Linked DNA regions of Mus musculus: region 2 is linked to region 1. A link is a contact called in public HiChIP or PLAC-seq data. All regions are on one chromosome and are shown on one strand. The core of a region is the stretch at or near the end of the contact, and the rest is flanking DNA. Distances in the headings are between cores, read along the strand shown. Region 1 has its middle 15 kb from the start of Gm26143. Region 2 overlaps Tspan32 (tetraspanin 32).

The links. HiChIP or PLAC-seq counts read pairs in DNA pulled down with a chosen protein or histone mark.
Region 2: an HNF4G HiChIP or PLAC-seq map of pancreatic cancer cells shows a contact between it and region 1. The contact joins two enhancer-like sites.

The regions. Positions count from the first base shown.
Region 1 is chr7:142,407,747-142,411,570 of GRCm38.p6, forward strand. No RefSeq gene overlaps it. Among named protein-coding and RNA genes, the nearest start is that of Gm26143, 15 kb to the right of the region's middle. Within about 2 kb of position 2,060, at least 5 of the 459 cell types and tissues checked have an H3K27ac peak or open chromatin away from gene starts, as enhancers often do. A contact at or near this core is called in pancreatic cancer cells, where this site is marked.
Region 2 is chr7:143,014,231-143,018,054 of GRCm38.p6, forward strand. Tspan32 (tetraspanin 32) reads left to right here. Exons shown (of 8, transcript NM_020286.3): 4 at 729-830; 5 at 1,351-1,437; 6 at 2,971-3,054; 7 at 3,349-3,443. Among named protein-coding and RNA genes, the nearest start is that of Tspan32, 10 kb to the left of the region's middle. Within about 2 kb of position 2,066, at least 129 of the 459 cell types and tissues checked have an H3K27ac peak or open chromatin away from gene starts, as enhancers often do. A contact at or near this core is called in pancreatic cancer cells, where this site is marked.

The DNA of each region.
Region 1 (3,824 bases), core at 810-3,309:
GCTTTTTGGATGGACTCTTGCTATGTAACCTGGACTAGACTCTAAGCTCTCTGTCTTAGGCTTCTCAGATGATAAGGCTACAGGTGTCTCCCACCATTCCTGACTTGCCTGCTGAGAGTTTTACTAGTTGGGATAGCATTAAATCTACAGATCAAATTAAAACTAGAAATATTTAAAATATTTGCTTTCTATCTAGGAACATGAACTATCTGTTTAGTCTTAGAGTTACAGTGTTTCTCTCTGCAGCTCTTATAGAAGTTTCCTTATGTTGGGGCTAAAGAGGCTGCTCCATAGTTAAAAGCACTTGTTGCTCTTGCAGAGGGCCAGAGTTCAGTACCCAGTCAGTACCCACATAAAGTGGTCCACATCTGTAACTCCAGTTATAGAGGGTCTGATGCCCTCTTCTGGCCTCGGCAGATACCAAGCATTCACATGGTGAACGGATATGCAAGCAGACTATATATATATATATATATATATATATATATATATATATATATATATGTGTGTGTGTGTGTGTGTGTGTGTGTGTGTGTGTGTGTGTATACGTGTATACGTGTATATGTGTATATATGTATATATACTAAGATTAAAAATGTTCTAAGATTTTTATTCTAAGATTAAAAATAGGAGTGACTAGGAAAACTCATGCTTTGGTTGGTTCAGTCTCTGAATGGGACAGGTAATTGAACTAAGTTTTAATGGATTAAATGGGAGAAAAAATAGTTCTAACCAGTAAACACATTTCTGGGATACAGATGGAGCTCCCCTCCCTAGGTGTTCAAGGAAGATTTTAATATGCAACAGACCAGCTCCAGGTGTGATCACAGATTACTCAGATCTGAGCTCACTTCCATGTGGTCCCCACTTGACCTCAGAGAAGATGAATATGGGAGACACATGTCCCAAGCCTTGGGCAGTCCTTGTGAATGGGAATAAGAGTACCAGAACTGGAGAAGGCTGAGGGCCCCTGTCTCCAGCAGCAACATGACTGGGCTTGAGGCCCTAACTGAGCTGAGAAACAAGAGCAAATGCGGTCTGCACCAGAGATCGTATCTCTGCAGCCTTGCTATAGATGGGCACTTTCTCACACAAACTCGCCAGCCTTCACGCGTGGCCTAGCAGTCTGCGACTCTGGAAGGAAGCCAGGGAAGACATAGCTTTGGCCAGAGAGATTGTATGTGGGTGTGCGTGTTCACTCAGGTGCATGTGTGTGCATGCTTGTGGAAGCCAGAGGACAGCCTTGGGTATTGTTTCGCAGAGGCCAACCACCATGTTTTGAGACAAGGTTTCTCACTGAAGATGGAGCTCACCATGAGGGCTAGAGTGATTGCCAATGAGCCTTACAGATCTGCCTATCTCTGACTCCCCAGTACTTGGATTGCAGGTGTGTGGTATCACACATGGCTTTCTTATGTAGAATCTGTGGGTTGAACATGAATCTTCATGCTTGCAAAACAAGACCTTTACTAACTGAGCCATCTCTCCAGCTCCGTACTCTAGTTCTTTAAAGAAAAAAAATGCTATTACTTTTTAAATAAAAGCTAGTTTTTAATAAAAGCTACCTGAATATGGTGATGGATCATGTCTGAGGTTTAAGAGAAATGGTCAAGCATTTACCCTGTGTCTGAATTCAATAGCCAAGCGGAGGCAAGTGCAGAGTCTTGGGGGAACAAACCATTCATCTGCTGGCAGTCATTGCCAGTTTTGCAACTGTTTCTGCCACAAGACATCGCTGAGCTGAGCTGGGGGGGGGGGTAGTCTAAGCTACACTTGAATCTTTGACTTTTGGGGCATTCAAAGCCACAGAATAAACCCATTCCCTGGGGACAGAGGATGCCTCAAGGAGAGACCGAATCAATGTGTCCTCTCAATACAGGGGAAAGATGAAGCCACAGGTGGTACTTAATAAGAAAGACTAAAAGGAGCACTGCAGGAGGGGGTGAGGCCCATGCCCTGCACACCTCTCCATAAGGCACGTATGAACCACACAGCAACCTTGGAGACTAACCAAGCTGCTTCGTGCTCAGCACATACCAGGGCCTGCTGTGCCTGAATCACTAGGTGTGAGCCTGATGACAGTATTGTCTTACATTATGTTCATGTCACCATCTTGGTATGTAGAGGACCTTCTATGGGAGAGATCTAGTTAATCATTGACCAAAATGGAATACATAAATAGCCCAGAAGATCAGTTTCCCTAATAGCCGGAAGCTTCCAGTAAATAATTGAAAAGGAAATATTAGCCTCTGCTAGCAATACTGGTGCTAATACAAAGCAAGGAAGACAGCCAGCCTCTGATGGAAGATGAGATGTCCATGCTCCTTCGGTTGTACGGGTTGTGTGAGTATGTGTGTGTGTCATGTGTGCTGTGTGCTTGTACATGCAGGCAAGTGTTTGTGTGCATTCATGTATGTGTAGGCCAGATAAGCAACCTCAGGTGTCATTCCTGAGAGCAGCTTTTGTTTGTTTGAGATAGAGTCCTCCCTGGCCTAGAGCTCACCACGTAGGCTAGGCTGACAGGATCTCCTGTCTCCACTTCCTCACACTGAGGTTACAAGTGCATGCCTCCATATTAGGGTTCCTTCTCTATACCTGGATTCTGGAGGCCAGACTCTAAGCCCCCCACACTTGCAAGGGATCCTTCACCGACTGAGCCAGCCCCAAACCATGTACTCTCTTAACATGAGAGAAAATAATACAAAGCAAATAACCAGGAAAGGTGGAGTATGCCTTTAGTTCCAGTCCTCAGGAGGCAGAGGCGGAGGCAAGTGGATCCCTATGAGTTCCAGGGTAACCATGGATCAAAACCAAGTCAAATCAAAAAGAAGGGGGGGGGGGTGGGGATACAGATGTGAATGCTGAGATTCTTCTTGTTATCTGTATTAGTTTAGTTACTTCTCTTTTTGTAAAACACTTGAAAGAAACAATTTAATGCTGGAGGGTTTCTGTTGTTGCTGTTGTTGGTTTTTTTGGGTTTTGTTTGTTTGGTTGGTTGGTTGTCTTTTGTGGGAAGTGCTTTTTGTTTGTTTTGCTTTGCTTTGCTTTGCTTTGCTTTGCTTTGCTTTGCTTTCTGTCTTGTGGCTCACAGTTTCAGAGGGATTGGTCATCACCTTGGGAGGTATGGTAGCTGGTGGCTTCATGACAGCCGTAGCTCTGGCACTAAAGAGAGTGCGGCTAGTCATACCTGGGAACAGATGAGAAGCAGGGACGGCTCAGTCTGGAACTGGAATGGTGACCAGGCTACCCAACAAGCCTACCATACAGCCCATGGCCAGATACAACTTTCTGAAACAGTCAACTGCTAGGCACCACATGTTCAAACACATGGAATGGAAATCCACCATCAGATTTACTGTTGGAATATAAAATGCCGCCCACAGGATCCTGTGCTTAAATCCCTTGCCGCCATGTGGAACTGGCGGTGTGGTCTGTTGTGAGCTGCTGTGGGACTGAACTCTAGTCCTCTGGAAGAGCAGCCAGTGCTCTTAACTACCGAGTTATCTGTTAGCTACAGGAAGGAAACTTTCTTTTTCTTTTTCTTTTTTTTTTTTTTTTTTTTTGGTTTTTCAAGACAGGGTTTCTCTGTGTAGCCCTGGCAGTCCTGGAACTCACTTTGTAGACCAGGCTGGCCTTGAACTCAAAAATCCACCTGCCTCTGCCTCCCAAGTGCTGGGATTAAAGGCGTGATAACAACTAACTGCCCCAAAGTCTATTGGATGGCAAGAGAGATGGTTCAGCGGGTAAAGGCACTTGCTGCAAGCTTGACCACCTGAGTTGGATACCAGGAACCCACATGGTGGAAGGAGAGGACTGACCCCTGA
Region 2 (3,824 bases), core at 816-3,315, 610 kb after region 1:
ACTCATTTAGGACAACCATTTGTGTGACCTGGCTGCTGGCCTGGCATGAGGCTGGGTGTAGGGAGGACTCAGGGTCTTCAAGGCAAAAAGATGTAGAAGGACTTACCCTAGGTCAGGAGACCAGTGAGCCCCACATATCCAGGATGCATTCCTGGAAGAGATTAAATTCCAGCTTGTCTCTGAAAACATACTTGGCCTGGGGGACAGCATCTTAGGGTAGGGATTGAACAGAATAGGGAAAGAGAGCTAGGAGATAGGAGCAAAACAGTCTAGGCTTTCTGTGTGTAGAGCAAAGGCAGGACCAACATCCTTCTTCCTCTTCCTTGGCTACCTGTATCTGATGCCAGATACTTTTACCTTCCTTGGTCCAAGACTTAGAGCTTATCTTCCCAGTATTCTGGGTAGTTCTGGAGAAAGACCCTCAAGTACATTAGGGTAGCAAGGAACTAGTCCAGGCCTCTATCCACACTTCTCAGCAAGCTGGGCTTATTGCCTATATCCAGGCCAGCAGTAGCACCAGGATACCACTCTATGCTACCCAGAAGCTACCACTGAGGGTGGGTAGCTAAGTTCTGCTGACCTCTTCTTTAACCTTTGGGAGCCCCAAGGGCAATAGGCAAGCCACAGGATTGCCATGGTAGGAGGAAAGTCTTTGGAGAAGGAGTCCCAGGATGTGGGCTTCCCTGGGTCTCTCTCAGGGCATTGCCTCCTATGATGCTCTGGTGCAGGTGGAGGATGCGGTGTTGGACACCTATGACTTCGTGTATGATCAGGCAATGAAGAGCCCATCTAGCAACTGGTGGCAGGAGCTGGCCGTCATCCAGGACACGGTGAGCTAAGGACAGGGTAGTCATACTTGCTGTGCTCCAGAGAAAGGATGCCAGAAATCCTGTAGAGTCAGCCATCCTGGCAAGGCTTCAAGAGGAGGTCTCAGAACGCAGGTTCATTTTGAGTAGATGACTGAGCTCCCACCCATTCCCCTCCACCCCAAATAGGACTGGCTACCCAATGTATGGCTAGTGCAAAATAAAAGGGCAATGCCCCTGTTCAGTAGGGACTGAGAATTCCAAGAAGGAATTGGGTATTCTTCAAGGAAGTAGGTGTTTAGCCACCAGGCAAGTAGCAGGGCCCTGCTGTAAGGGGAAGTAGTCCTAAGAAAGCCAGGCTATTCTATTACCAGGCCAAACCACTGGTGGCTATTTTTCCAGGAGCAGCTGTGATCCTAAGCCCTGGCTCTGGTCTTTGGGGAGCCCAGTTTGCAGAATCACCCAAAGTACTTGTGTTTGATGCCTTAGTTTTGCCATCAATCAGTCCTACCTACGCTATGCTCCTCCCTGGTCTGTCTTGCAGTTTCTGTGTTGTGGGAAGAAATCTCCTTTTGGGCTTCTGGTGAGCACTGGAGCCATCATGTGTCAGGGCCGGGAGGCCATGAGAGAGGTGAGGAGGAGGGGGGGGATAAATGCTTCTGGACTCAGGTCGGTCTGGTAAGGGCTGGGCACTTCAGGTTCTACCTCTGAAGAGACATCTTCATCTTCTTTGGCCCCTCACATCTTGGGACCTACCCTAGAGTCTTAGGAATGCACCCCACCCCTTGATAGGGGGCCACAGGGAGGGAAACTAATGGGATGGCCAGCTTGACTTTAACCCTAGGCCCAACTCTCTTTTGCAGGCTAGCAGCAGGCATGGGCCCCACCCACTCATTCCTCCTTTATGAGGCTTCCCCAGGCCATCAAGAATCTCCCCTCCCCTTCCCTCCCCTCTGAAGCATCTAGAAGCTCAAAGCTAAGGCTCTACATAACAGGGTGATCAGGTATTTAGAGAGAGTAGGAAGGGGTCCCCAGGGATCCCAAAAGAGCAGAAAGTACTAGGGTAAGAGCATGGAATAGCCCTTCTACCCTAAGGGCTAGGCTTTGACTCACTCTCCCCTCCTGGCTCTCTCTTCTTACCCAGCCCCCTCTTTGTCCCATCCCCCTGCTGTTCTGGAAACAAACCAGCCCTATCTCATGGGGAGAGATGTCTGGCTACCCTCCAAGAAACAAGAGGGTGGGGAATGGCTCAAGGCCCAGAAGGGAAGGGAGCTGCTGGCCTGCTGGGATGGGGCTGAGTCAGGGAGCCCCATCCACCCAAGAACAGTCCACGGGTCCCAAATACAGAATAGTTCAGTGCCTGCCTCCTACCCCCAGGGTGGCAAGGTACCACAGCTGGTTGCAAAGGATCCCTGGTGGGAGAGAAACAAAGGCCAGCTCAAGCCAGTAAGGGCCGAAAGGACCACTTGCTTGCCAAAATGCAATAGAGCGCACCCTGTGCGGCTCCACTCGGTCCATCCCATCCTCACCCTCCCCAAACATTTCAACCTAAACCCAACAAAATGCCAGCATATGAATGTCCCAGATGCCAATGGTCACCTCCCTGTTGAGAGAGGGAGAGAGGGAGAGGGAGGGGGAGGGAGGAGGGGAAGAGGAAGAGGGAGGGGAGGAGGAGAGGGAGGAGAAGGGGGAGGGAAGGGGAGGGAAGGGGGAGGGGCGAGGAGAGGGAGGGACTGTTAATGTCATACCTACAATGAAGAAACCTGCAGCATCAAATTTTCTACCCTCCACAGCAGCCTCTGGGGGACTGTGGTACATTCCCCCTTCCCCCGACTGCCTGGGGACAAACAGTGGCCAACTGGAGGAGCTCGGGGCAGCTAGAACAAAAGAGGAAGGTCCTACCTGTCCCCCCAGGGAGTAGGCCACTGTACCCACAGACAGGCTCCATGCCCCCAGGCTCAAGGTTCATGAAGCCTCTTTCCCAGAGTGCTCAGTAGTTCTGCTTGGGAAGGTGCATACCGTGACTGTCCTGGCCTCAGCACTGGTTGAGCAAACCATGCAGCTCCAGAGGCTTCTGGGAGGAGCGTGGAACTGGGGGAAGCTGAGCACACTGTGCAGGGAGAGCCAGCCAGGGTAGGCAACCATGCATGCTGCCTTTGTCCAGGACTGCCTCCAGAGCATCAGGAACGTTCTGTGGACACACTACAGTATTGCTTCCATCCTGACCTGCACCAGCCTGGCCCTCACGGTAGCCACCAGTTCCTTCCTGGCCCTCCCTCTATCCTGCCCTGCCTTGCCCCTTCCCAGGTAGAAGCAGTCCCTGGGTTATTGCCCCCAGGCCAATGCTCTAGTCGTGGCACTACCAGGATCTTCCAGACCCAGTAGGCAGGGTGGAACCAGCCCCTGACCCAGGGAGGCGGCCCAGTGGCTAGCTCTTGCCCTCCATTTTCCAATCCTAGGAACTTCCCTGGAAGTGGTAAGAATCTTCCCCCAGGGTTGTTGGTGGCTATTGACTCCTTGACATCTCTTCTGACTGTCCCAGGTATATGCTATGATGCTCTGTGCCTTCCTGTGGTTTGCCATTCACTCCTACCATGGCTTGGATAGAAAAGGCAGATACTCCCTGACACCACCAAGGTAGGCCCCTCTCTTTCCAGAAGGGTCGTACAGCACCACAGCATCCTGGGGTATCTTTCTCTCCCACCACCGATGTGTTACCTCTGCCCTGGAAGACAAGGGTGGCCTCCACATGCCCTCTTCTCTTCTGAGCACTTCCAGTCTCTGATAGACCTGATGTCACCCTGCCACCAACACAGAGATATGAAGATTCCAGCCCCCTCCGACCCCACCCCCAAACTGCCCAGTAGAATTCCCAGACCAGGACATCTGGTCTTAAGGAACCCAGGACTCTTAATGCACAGAGTCAAGAAGGACCCAGTGTCAGCAGCCAGGAAATTTCTGTTCCCAGAGCACTTGACCTTCCTTGGTGGGTGGTAGGCCAGATTTACCCACCCCCAC